Linked DNA regions of Mus musculus: region 1 is linked to region 2. The links are chromatin contacts, called in public Hi-C maps. All regions are on one chromosome and are shown on one strand. The core of a region is the stretch at or near the end of the contact, and the rest is flanking DNA. Distances in the headings are between cores, read along the strand shown.

Evidence for each region. Hi-C and Micro-C count contacts between places; a contact is called where the count stands out from the background.
Region 1: a Hi-C map of CD4 T cells shows a contact between it and region 2, with 1.8 times the contacts expected there. The contact joins two enhancer-like sites. A contact is called at or near these places in 3 of 484 Hi-C or Micro-C datasets (CD4 T cells, bone marrow-derived macrophages and regulatory T cells), 3 of 115 datasets of contacts at active chromatin or transcription factors (bone marrow-derived dendritic cells, effector CD8 T cells and embryonic stem cells) and 2 of 9 other capture datasets (adipose tissue and liver).

What each region holds. Positions count from the first base shown.
Region 1 is chr6:108,321,373-108,326,542 of GRCm38.p6, reverse strand. All of the region lies in intron 4 of Itpr1 (inositol 1,4,5-trisphosphate receptor 1), which reads right to left. Among named protein-coding and RNA genes, the nearest start is that of Itpr1, 110 kb to the right of the region's middle. Within about 2 kb of position 1,937, at least 17 of the 459 cell types and tissues checked have an H3K27ac peak or open chromatin away from gene starts, as enhancers often do. A contact at or near this core is called in regulatory T cells, where this site is marked.
Region 2 is chr6:108,163,044-108,168,499 of GRCm38.p6, reverse strand. The region is part of intron 3 of Sumf1 (sulfatase modifying factor 1); the gene reads left to right. Among named protein-coding and RNA genes, the nearest start is that of Sumf1, 20 kb to the left of the region's middle. Within about 2 kb of position 3,414, at least 43 of the 459 cell types and tissues checked have an H3K27ac peak or open chromatin away from gene starts, as enhancers often do. A contact at or near this core is called in regulatory T cells, where this site is marked.

The DNA of each region.
Region 1 (5,170 bases), core at 688-3,187, 160 kb before region 2:
AACCTGGACCACCCCAGGACTGTGCTCCACCCAGCACTCCGAGACAGCTCCTGTCAGGTGGGTGTGGGGCCATGCCCTCACCATTCAGAAAAGATCATTTTTAATCAGCACTCAAACTCATCAGCCTCACTGAGATATTTAAAGACAAACAGATCACTGGACTTTGTTCATTATCTATTTCGTCATTCTTTCTTCCCATCTCACTGTTTTCTTCTCCCAAGCAACCCCTTCCTAATTTCGTGTCACGTGGACAGATAGATTGAAATACGGATCCTACACATAAAGAAAACATGATTTTGCTTATCGCACCAACCTGCAGATAGACCCACCCCTTTTCCTGCGACGTACTGCACTCTCACTAGTATGTGCACCGCTCTTTCTCTATCTGTTCATCTAGGGTTGAGCCTCTATGCTGGTTCCGTATCTGATCCACTGTAACCAGCACATCACAATCCATGTCCCCAAGCATCTTGGTGGCGTGCTGGCTTAGATCCCTTTAGGTATGCACCCAGGAGTGGAAGAGCTGAATCACCGGGTAGTCCTATTTTTAGCTCTTGAAGGAACCTCTAGACTGATTTCCATAGCGATTGCTGCAGAAGTTACATTCCCACCAGTTGTAAATAAGGGCTCCTTTCCCCCACATCCTCACCAACATTTGTCATTTGCTTTCTTGATCGACATTCTGACCAGGGTGAGGTGGAATCCAAATCTAGTTTAAATGTAGTTTTCCCTTCTGGCTATGAAGGTTGAACTTTTTGATGTACAGCTGTTAACTCTTCATGTCTTCCTTCGATGCCTGTTCAATTCATTTGCCCATTTATTGACTGAATGATGATTTTTCAAGGACTTAAACTTTTTACTTTGTTATATATTCTAGGTATTGATCTCCAACTGTACGTGTCACGTGCATAGCTCGCAAAGATTTTCTCGCAGCCTGTACGCTCGTCTCTTGACTCTATCACTTCTTCTACTGTGCCAAAGCTGTCTAATTCCATGCAATCCCATTTGTCAATACTTGGGATAATCTCCCGAACTACTGGAGTCACTTCGAGAAATGTCTTGCCTCTACTTATAACTTCAAGTGTTCCCCTCTGACGGTTTTAGAGTTTCTGATGTTATATTAAGGTTGTTGGTTCATTTTGAACTGAAGGGTGAGAGACAGGGACCTAGTTTCATTTTCCTACATGTAGATATGCAGTTTGCACAGTACCACATTTGATATTTGCACGTATTTATACCTACCCTCAGTGAACCTAACCCTAACTCTATGCCTAGCTAAACAGAAACTATTACATTGGGGCTCACTTTACAGACATCCAGTGTCTGCCCTGAAGATGAAAACTGTTTTCTTACTTTCTTTCATGACCTATGCTTCATGTGCTTACACATTATTTTTAGCCTAGCAAACACAGCCCACTACTAAAGCACTTTTCAAAAATTCAAAATATCTGCCAAGAAGAATGACTGTCAAAATTCTCCTACCACAAAGGTTTAGTACAGTCCTGCCTCAGATGTTGGGGCCTAATCACAAAGTCTCAAGAAGATGCTACAAATGATTCTAACATACAAATGGTGTGCTTTGAAGAACAGAGTTGCTCAATGCTATATGTATTTTGGGCACCATTAATAATCCCTTAGAGGTGAGGACTGCTTTGTACTAAAGGACGCTGCCAGGCTTTAGAGATGGTTATCTCCCAAAGAATCACAATGTAGAATCTTGGCTCCTAGTGCAAAGGTTGTGGTGAGGTCATGGGGCTTATGATAGTTAATCCTTACTGTCAAGTGGATTCAGAATCACCATGGAAACACGCCCCTGGATGTGCCTATGAGGGTGTTTCCAGAAATGCTTAATTGTGGAGGGAAAAGACCTACCCTAGATGTGGGTGGCACCATCCTACAGGTTGAGATTCAAAACAGAGGAAATGAGCTAAGAGCAGCACGCATCTGTCTACTCCCTGGTTCTGTTCTGACGTCTTTTTATCCTGATGGCACGCCTATAGCAACATGATGGACTGCAACCGTAAGTCATGGGCCAAAACAAACCTTTCTTTCTGGAAGTTCCTTTGTCAGGGATTTTGTTAGAGCAGTGAGAAACGGAGCTAATCTAGGGCTCCAGTCTCCATTCACCAAACAGTTGAATGTTATCTTTTAGGAGTGAATCAAATCTGGTAGATTCAATTAGTTCACTCAAGGAAGGCTGTTACAGAGGGAGGCTGGCTCTTCTCCAGTCTCCTGCTCTCTTGCCCTTCCAAGTGCCAGTTCTGCAGAGGATATTAAGCCCTTACAAACACTAGAATCATGAGCCAAATAAACCTTCTATCTCCTGAGCTAGCCAATCTCAGGCATTTTGATACAGCAATCTAGAAGAGGTGCTAAGCAAGCATCATCCTTGGGCTTTCAACCATAGTTGTCAATTGCACTCCACTCCTGCAGGAGTTGGCCAAATGTCCTCCGGGGGATGAAATCACTTCCCATGAGAATTGTAAAATTAAGCTTTCCTCCCCACTTTTTCTACAAACCAATGTCCTCCAGCTATAAAGGAGAAGGTGACTGATGAAGACAAGACTCGGGCATAGGGTATGTTAGAACCTTTAGAATGATGTCTCAGAAGCATCATGCCATCCAACATAATGAATGTAATTCACTTTCTAAAATTACTTCCCCCGTCTAAAACCCCATAGGGATGTGTTAGTCACTGGGGCAGCCTTCAAAGCAATGCAGTTCGTTGGCCCATCATTTGGGAAGTTGCATCATGAAGAATGCTTTCCATCCAGCTCTCCATGGTGGTTGCCATTGGGAGCAACTCTTAAGATTTTATACCACATGTCCTACCATATAGTAGATGGTACCAGGGTAGATGGATGGGCCTAGGAACCTTCATTTCTCATAAATTCTCCAGGTGACTCTGATTCAAGAGGCCGCAACATATTGAGAAACACACAATGTAAAGGTTGGCTGAGTTTTCAAAATACAGCACTTCTCAGATTGCACCATGCAGCCAGCTTGCCTGGAGATCTTGATAAAATATGATCTTTGATGTAGGCTCAGGAGAGTCCAGGCACCTATATTCCGAAAAAGATCCTGGTCTAAGACTCACTAAAGAACAGAACTGCCACAGACTTGAGTCACTAAGTCACTGCCAGCAATCAGGGTGGATCTCCCAGTCTAAGGACATCTTAAACAGTTTGTCAGTGCAAATGAGCAGATGCTTTGAAAACTACTATTACCCGCTGTAGAAAGAACTTCAGCCACATGTGTCAGCCCTTCATTTGGCCCATCTGTCTCTCCTGTTCCATTTCTTTAAAATGTACCCCCTCCATGAATACACCACTCTGGCCCTCTCCATGTCATTACAATTCTCAAGTATGTGCCATGTATCACCCTTCTGGGCCTTTACCAAGTAGGCTCTCTCTCTTGTAGAAACTGTATTCCACAACACCTTACCCACATCAGTACCACTACATGCCAAGGACTATCTTCACTCATCAATAACAGTCTGAACTCACCTCAAAGTCAAGTTCTCCAGGTTCTAAAGAAGCCTCTCCTGTCCTACATCCTACCCTGGAGAGCTTTTGTACTCTAGAACTGCCTTATAACTAGAATATATGTATGGGTATGTTAGATGTTAAAAACATATATGATACAATCAGAAAACACCTTTGACTTTCATCGTCCACTGTTGTTTTAAACTTCACCATGCCTCTGGTGAGAGGAAGAGTTGCTAAAGAGACAACTCAAGACATGAACAGTCTCTGGTCCCATGAGCAATTAAAGCTCCCAGTACTGTCTCAAGCTAAGACTCTACTACCTGCCTCCCTGGCTCTCTCCTGTCTTATATTTCCCTCCATTATCCTGAGGGCATTCCCGTGTTCCATCCTCTCTGGTTCCATCTGTATCGTAGAGCAAACTGAGCCACAGGAACACCTTTCACCCTTCTGGCCCCAAGGGCAGGAAATTAAAATATAAAGGCTAACTTCTTCATTCACGGACACACTTTTCCTAGATTTTTATTCAGAAAGAGTTGAAAAGTTATAGGAAGCTTACAAGGTAAACAGCATTAAACCTAGCACCAGCCTTTCAACATTTCACTCTTAGTGCATACGCATATGCATGTGTGTTGGGTTATGGTGGTAGAGCATTTGCTTATCACGAGTAAGACCCTAGCTTTGCTCTCTCACATACAGAGATATATGCACATATACAGATATGTACATAGTAATCTCATGTGTACATGAAATTATTTCCAGAATCTCACATCATGAGATTGAGTTGTATACATCATGCAAGATTTAATGTAAGATATATGTATTCCTGGACAGCTATCAGTTCCACCAAATTTAATGTTAATGGTGTTATGTTTATGTTACTTATGGTTCACATTCCCGTTTTGTCATTTAACTCAATGTTTTCCCAGCACTCTCTCTGACCTCCAGTTCAGGATCCAACTGAAGATCAGTACTGTACTTAGATACTATCTTTCAACAGCTATTTTTTGTCCAGACTAGGAAAAAAATAAAAAGAAAGAAAGAAAACATGTTTGTTCCTCCTTTGGGTTTATCTGATGTTTCCTTATGGTGAGATTCCAGCTGGAATACTACATACAGGATTTGGTTTCCTTCGCAGGGCCGCCCATCTGAAGACTCCCAGTGGCCATCTGTTCTCACTGGCACTTCCACAGGCATCTTGGTGATCAGGCTGACATTGCTAGAGGTCCCTCCCCTGCATTCCCATATCTGAAGCACAGCATCTGTTCCTTAGGAGCCTGAGCCTTCCTCCCATAGGCTCCACCTCCTGTGGTGCTTTCTTCACAGCTATAGGATTCCTAGACCAGTTCCCTCACTTGTACCCATTCCTGGAGAAATCAGGAGGCCCTTACTTAGTCAAACTGCTGCCAACATAGAAGAGAAAGGCTTCTTTATTCCACTTGTCATGACAGCTAGACAGCCCTTGTCAAACCCTAGACATCTGCTTTCATGGTCAGATCCCTCGACTGCCAGGGGTTCACATCGAAAATGTCAGCATCAGATAGCCCAGGCAAGATGCTCAGCCACTCAAGGTCAACTTCAGTTACATAACAAGTCAGAGGCCAGCACAGCTATGTAGCACTCCATCTCAAAAGAAAACAAGAAAATTGCATATGCCTTTATGCTCCCAAATGAAGAAAACATAG
Region 2 (5,456 bases), core at 2,165-4,664:
TAGGTCCTTTTTAACTGAGCCTAGGAGTTCTTTGTGGCTTCTTTGGTTTTTCTGATGGTAGTATCTGTCCTGACTGCAGACTAGTGTTATCTTTTGCTGTAAGAAGCCTTGGTTTCTGCGATAGTTTCTTTTTTATGGCTGTGATAGAATGTCCAAACAAAAAGCAAGTCGGGGACTGGGGGAGACTTTATTTTGTCCTAAAGTTTCAGAGGGAAGAGTCCACTATGGCATGGTGACAGGAGCAGGAAACTGGCTTATCACACTGTATCCGCACACAGGGAGCAGAGAGAGAGTAAGTGGGACCAGGCTAATAACCTCCAAGTCTGCCCTCTGATGCACTTCCTCCAGCAAGCCTCCACCCTGTGAAGGTTCAATAACCTCCCAAGTAGCACTCCCAGCTGGGGACCACGTGTTCAGACCCACGAGGCTGGAAGAATGCTCTCTGTTCAAATCACAACTGCATCTTGAGGCAGGAGGGTTTCTGGGTCTCTCTACAGGGCATGTTAGTGCCTCTGCAGTGCCTCTTCTGTGAGCAGAGCTTAGAGAAGATACGCCAGAGTTTCAAGTTGATACTTCCATTTCTGGACTTTTAACTTAGCCTGTTCTCTATTCCATCCCTTCCTTTATTTCTACTCCAAGAATCCCGTTTCTTAGGGCAGGCAGAGGTGAACAGCCTGCTGCTACTCAGGATGTCATCCAAGATCACAGACGTCAGTGCCAACATCAGCTCTGATAATTACTGAGATAGAAAGGTTAAAGAAAACTCACATTCTCAGTGTGCTTTCTTCTCCCCAAGCTCTGAAATAGTCAGACTACTTTTCATCCTCCTCCTCCTCCTCGCCAAGGCCACTGCATAGAGTGAGGTCTGCTTTTTAACTCCTTAGAGTGAGTTCTAAAAGTAAGTTTGTATTCTGCGTCTTCCTGTTGATGAGGCTCAGTCTCTGTTGGGGTTTCCAGGAAGTGGCCATAGGAACATGGCTCCTTCATTTCTGCCTGTCCGTAGCACAGCAGAGCTCACTTTCTAATTTTCAGGTCAGGTTTGCTGGGGAGGAAATATTTGGTTTACATTTCTTTGTTTGTTTGTTGGTTTTTGACTGCTATGTACTTTATTTGGTTTTCTTTTGGAATAAAGTGGACCTGTTGAAAGTCATAATTTTTTATTTCCTTGAAAGTTGCTTATTGTTTTTGCCTGAGTGCTCAAGTGTTGTGTTTGCAGTGTATGTCTTGGTTATGGGCGGGGGCAGGATTCTCAGACACAGGTTCACTTTTTCAATCTCTATTTTCAGTGTTGTGGTTCAAATTTACGAACATTTTTGTTGTCTTTCTACCAATTTTTTCATTTATTTACTTTACATCTTGATCTCAGACCCCTTCTCTTTTCAGTGGCCCTCATACAACACTTCTCCCCATCCCTTCATCTCTGAGAAGGATGAGGTCTTCTCTGGTTACCAACCCACACTGACACCTCAAGCCACTGCTAGACTAGGTATATCCTCTCCCAATGAGGCCAGACAAGACAGCTGAGTTAGGGGGACAAGATCCATAGATAGGCCACAGAGTCGGAGACAGCCCTTGCTTCTTGGGGGACCCACATGAAGACCAAGCTGTGTTCCTCCTGTGTAAATGGGGGTAGGGGTGTGGCTAGGTGCAGCCCTTGTATGTTGTTTGGTTGATGGTTCAGTCTTTGGGAACCCCCAATGGTCAGGTTAGTTGACTCTGTTGATCTTCTTGTAGAGTTCGTATCCTTCTGGGTCCCTCAGTCCTTTCCTCAACTTTTCCATAATACTTTCTGAGCTTTGTCAAATGTTGGGCTGTGGGTCTCTGCATCTGTTTCAGTCAGTTGCTGGGTGGAGCTTCTAAGGGGACATTTATGCTAGGCTCCTGTCTGCAAACATAACAGAGTATCACTAGTCGTGTCAGGGATTGGTTCTTGTCCATGGGATGGATTTTAAGTAGGGCCATTTCCTCAGTCTCTACAACATCTTTGTCTCTGCACTTCTTGAAGGCAGGACAAATTTTGTTTCAAAGGTTTTAGGGCAAATTTGTACAACCACTCTGAAAATCAGTTTTGTGGTTTCTCAGAAAATTGGGAATAGTTCTCCCTCACAACCCAGCTATACTCCTCATAGGTAAATACCCAAAAGATGCTCCACAGTACCCTGAGGACACTGACTCCACTATGTTCATAGCAGCTCTATTTATAACAGCCAGAAACTGAAACAACCCAGATGTCCCTCACCCGAAGGGATTGAGAAGAAAATGTGGTTGATTTACACAATAGAATACTACTCAGCTGTTAAAACAAAGACATCATGAAGTTTGTGGACAAATGGATGGAACTAGAAACTATCATCCTGCGTGAGGTAATCTAGATCCAAAAGGACATGTGTGGTGTGTACTCACTAATACGTGGATATTAACCATAAAGTACAGAATACCTAGGATATAATCCACAGATTCAAAGAAGCTAAATAACAAGGAAGGCCCAAGGGAACATGCTTGAATTTCACTCAGAATGGGAAATAAATTGTCATTGGATGGAGGGAGGAAGGGAACTGGATGGGAGAGGAAGAGGAGGGGAACTGGTGGGGGTGAGATATAGGGAGAGCAGGGGTGGAATGCAGGGCTGGGGACTTTAGATAAAAATCGGCTTGGGGAAGCACCATCTCTAGGAAGTACTAGACACTTGGGATGGGGGTAGTTCCAGGGAGTCTGTGAGGGTGACTCTAGCTGAGGCTCCTTGTAGTGGGGGACATGGAGCCTTAAGTGGCCACCTTCTGTAGCTAGGCAGGGCTTCCAGTGAAGGGATAAGGACATCAACTCACAAAACACTCCACCCAAAATTTTTCGTTGCTTTTACTGTGTGTGTGTGTGTGTGTGTGTTTTGTGCCTTTACTGCCCTCTTGGAGCCTTTAATTTGTAAACTTTTGTGGGTGGAGGTCAAACCTAGAGTCTTATACATGATAAGCAAACACTATATCACAGAGGTCTACGTTCTATGTGTATTACTTGTTCCTTGAATTACCCCTGTCTTTCTTTTCCCTTAAGTTAAAAATTGTATTCATTTTGTCTCTTGAGTTTCTGAAATAAAAGTAATATTGATAAAATGATTTTTTCCTTTAATTTCCACTTCTTTATTGACTTTGGCACATATGTGTATTTTTTGAGAACACTTTTGCCTATAATTTTATGACTACTTCATTTTGCAACAGCATGTTGTGGGTGTGTACACGTGTGCATGTGTGTATGTGTGTGGCACACTATTATTCTCCATTATTATCCCATGTTTAGATGTGGTTGTACCAGAAGGTTAGTTTCAATATGGTAATGTGGAGAAGTGGTAGAGTTTAAGTAGACTATTGAGACGCACTTTCACTTTCAATATGAGGAGGTAATTAGGTCACTGGGGAGACAGCCTACCGACGGGATTGATGACCTTATAAGCCTTGTTATAAAAGGGCAAGCCTGGGCTGGAGAGACGGCCCACTCAGTAAGCTGCTTGTCTGAGAACATGAAGATGTGAATTTGATCCCCAGATCCCATGTGAAAAAGCTGGCTTCAGTAGTTCATGACTATAACTTTAGAACTTGGGAGACAGGCAGCAGGATTCTTGGTGCTTGGCCTGCCTGTCTAACTTGGTGAGCTCCAGGCCACTTAGAAATTCTATCTGAAGAAAGACATTAAGCGAATGGGGAAGACACCTGACCTCTGGCCTCTAGAACTACATCCATGAATGGAATCATTAGCTATGGACTCATCCTCTTTTTTTTCCCCTCATTTGTGATGATAGGGAATGAGCTTTTTATATGGTAGACACTGAACTGCACTCCCAACCCAAACTAGTTTTCTTTAAACATTACCCAGCAGCTCATATTTTGTTGTAACACCGGGAAAACAACGGGCGCCATCTCTGTTGCTCACTATGAACGTTTGGTGAGTTTTAGAAGGAGGTGTGTCTAGAGCAGCTTTGTAGCTCTGCTCAGATCCTTCCTGCCCTGTCTCCCTCCTGTTACTCTGCTTTGGTGAGGTGGTTTCTGGTTGGTTTGAGATTCTGTGCTGGAAGGGAACCATGGTGGGTCAGTGTCAAGAGTTTGTGGGACAAGAGTCCTGGAAAGTCGGCGTGTGAAAGAGTAATTCATTGGACCCTTGCTGGTGAGGGAACTGATCTTAGGAGCAGCTCAGGTAGAGGGGCTGCTGTGACCACCTGCTGTGACTACCCACCATCATTTCTGTGGTCAGGTATTAGCGAGCTTCCTCTGGGAGGTCCGTGGACACCATCCTTCTCGCTTGTTCCAGGGCTCCTTGTGTGGTAGGAGTTCTCTGGCTTCTTGTATCTTCTGTGCTGCTTGTCTTTGTTGTCATGCGGGCTCCTGTAGGCATTTCATAAATGTTTACCTTACTAGGGTTCATCCCAGAAGGTGGGGCGAATGCACCAGAGGGTTATTTGTTTGTTTTTGTTTTGAGATAGGCTCTCTCTGTGTAGCTCTGCCTGTCTGGAACTCACTCTGTAGGCCAGGCTGGCTTCAAACTCAGAGACGCACCTGGCTCGGCCTTCCAAATGCTGGGATTAAAAGTGTACACCCTCCTGCCCCACTTTGCATTGTGTTATTTACTCCTGTGTCTCTAGTACAGTGACGGTCACTCAGTAGGTGGTTATTATGTATCTGGCAGAATGAAAGCTTATCATTCAGGTGTTGGATTAGAACATTTAGTTCTTGGAAGGGCAGAGCTCAGACCTGGTATGACCTGTTTATCTCTCAGGCTGCAAAGACAGCTCTTCTTTGGTTTGAGATGCTGGTTTGGTGATCCGGGTTGAGGCGGGTTCAGAGCTCCAGAGTTATTTGGAAAGGGAAGTCTAGGGCTAGATGACTGGATAAGATAAAGTACTTCTGTCATTTGTGCTGGATTGAAAAGAGTAGTTGTTTGCTTGACTCAGGAGTCAGTGTGTGGCATGAGCTCAGGAAGACAACTGTGATAACCCTGGAAGGGGAGAGCGCAGTGTCATAGGATAGCAGTTGCTTTCCTCCAACCTGGCTAAGGCTCCTGATAGGATGGGGGTGCAGGAGGTAAGTGGGCGAGCACAGAGCCTGTGTACAGTGCACTTGCATTTATTTTCAAGGCCTAGGTCTTTTAAGGCTCAACGTGGATCAAGGAAAAGAATGAGTATAACCTCAGTCCCCCAATGGAATGTTGGTCTTTATATCATACACTCCCTTATAGAAACAAGGTAGATTACAGACTAAAAATTCATATGTGTCAGGTGAATGCCTTTAATCCCAGCACTTGGGAGGCAGAGGTAGGTGGATCTCTGAGTTCCAGGAGAGCCAGTGCTACACGGAGAAACCCTATCTCAAGAGACAACCCCTTCAAAAAAAAAAAAAAAGGAAATAAGAAAGAAATGTGTATATGTAAATAAGAATTTACAGTGGGCCGCTCCACATCTGTAACCCCAGCAT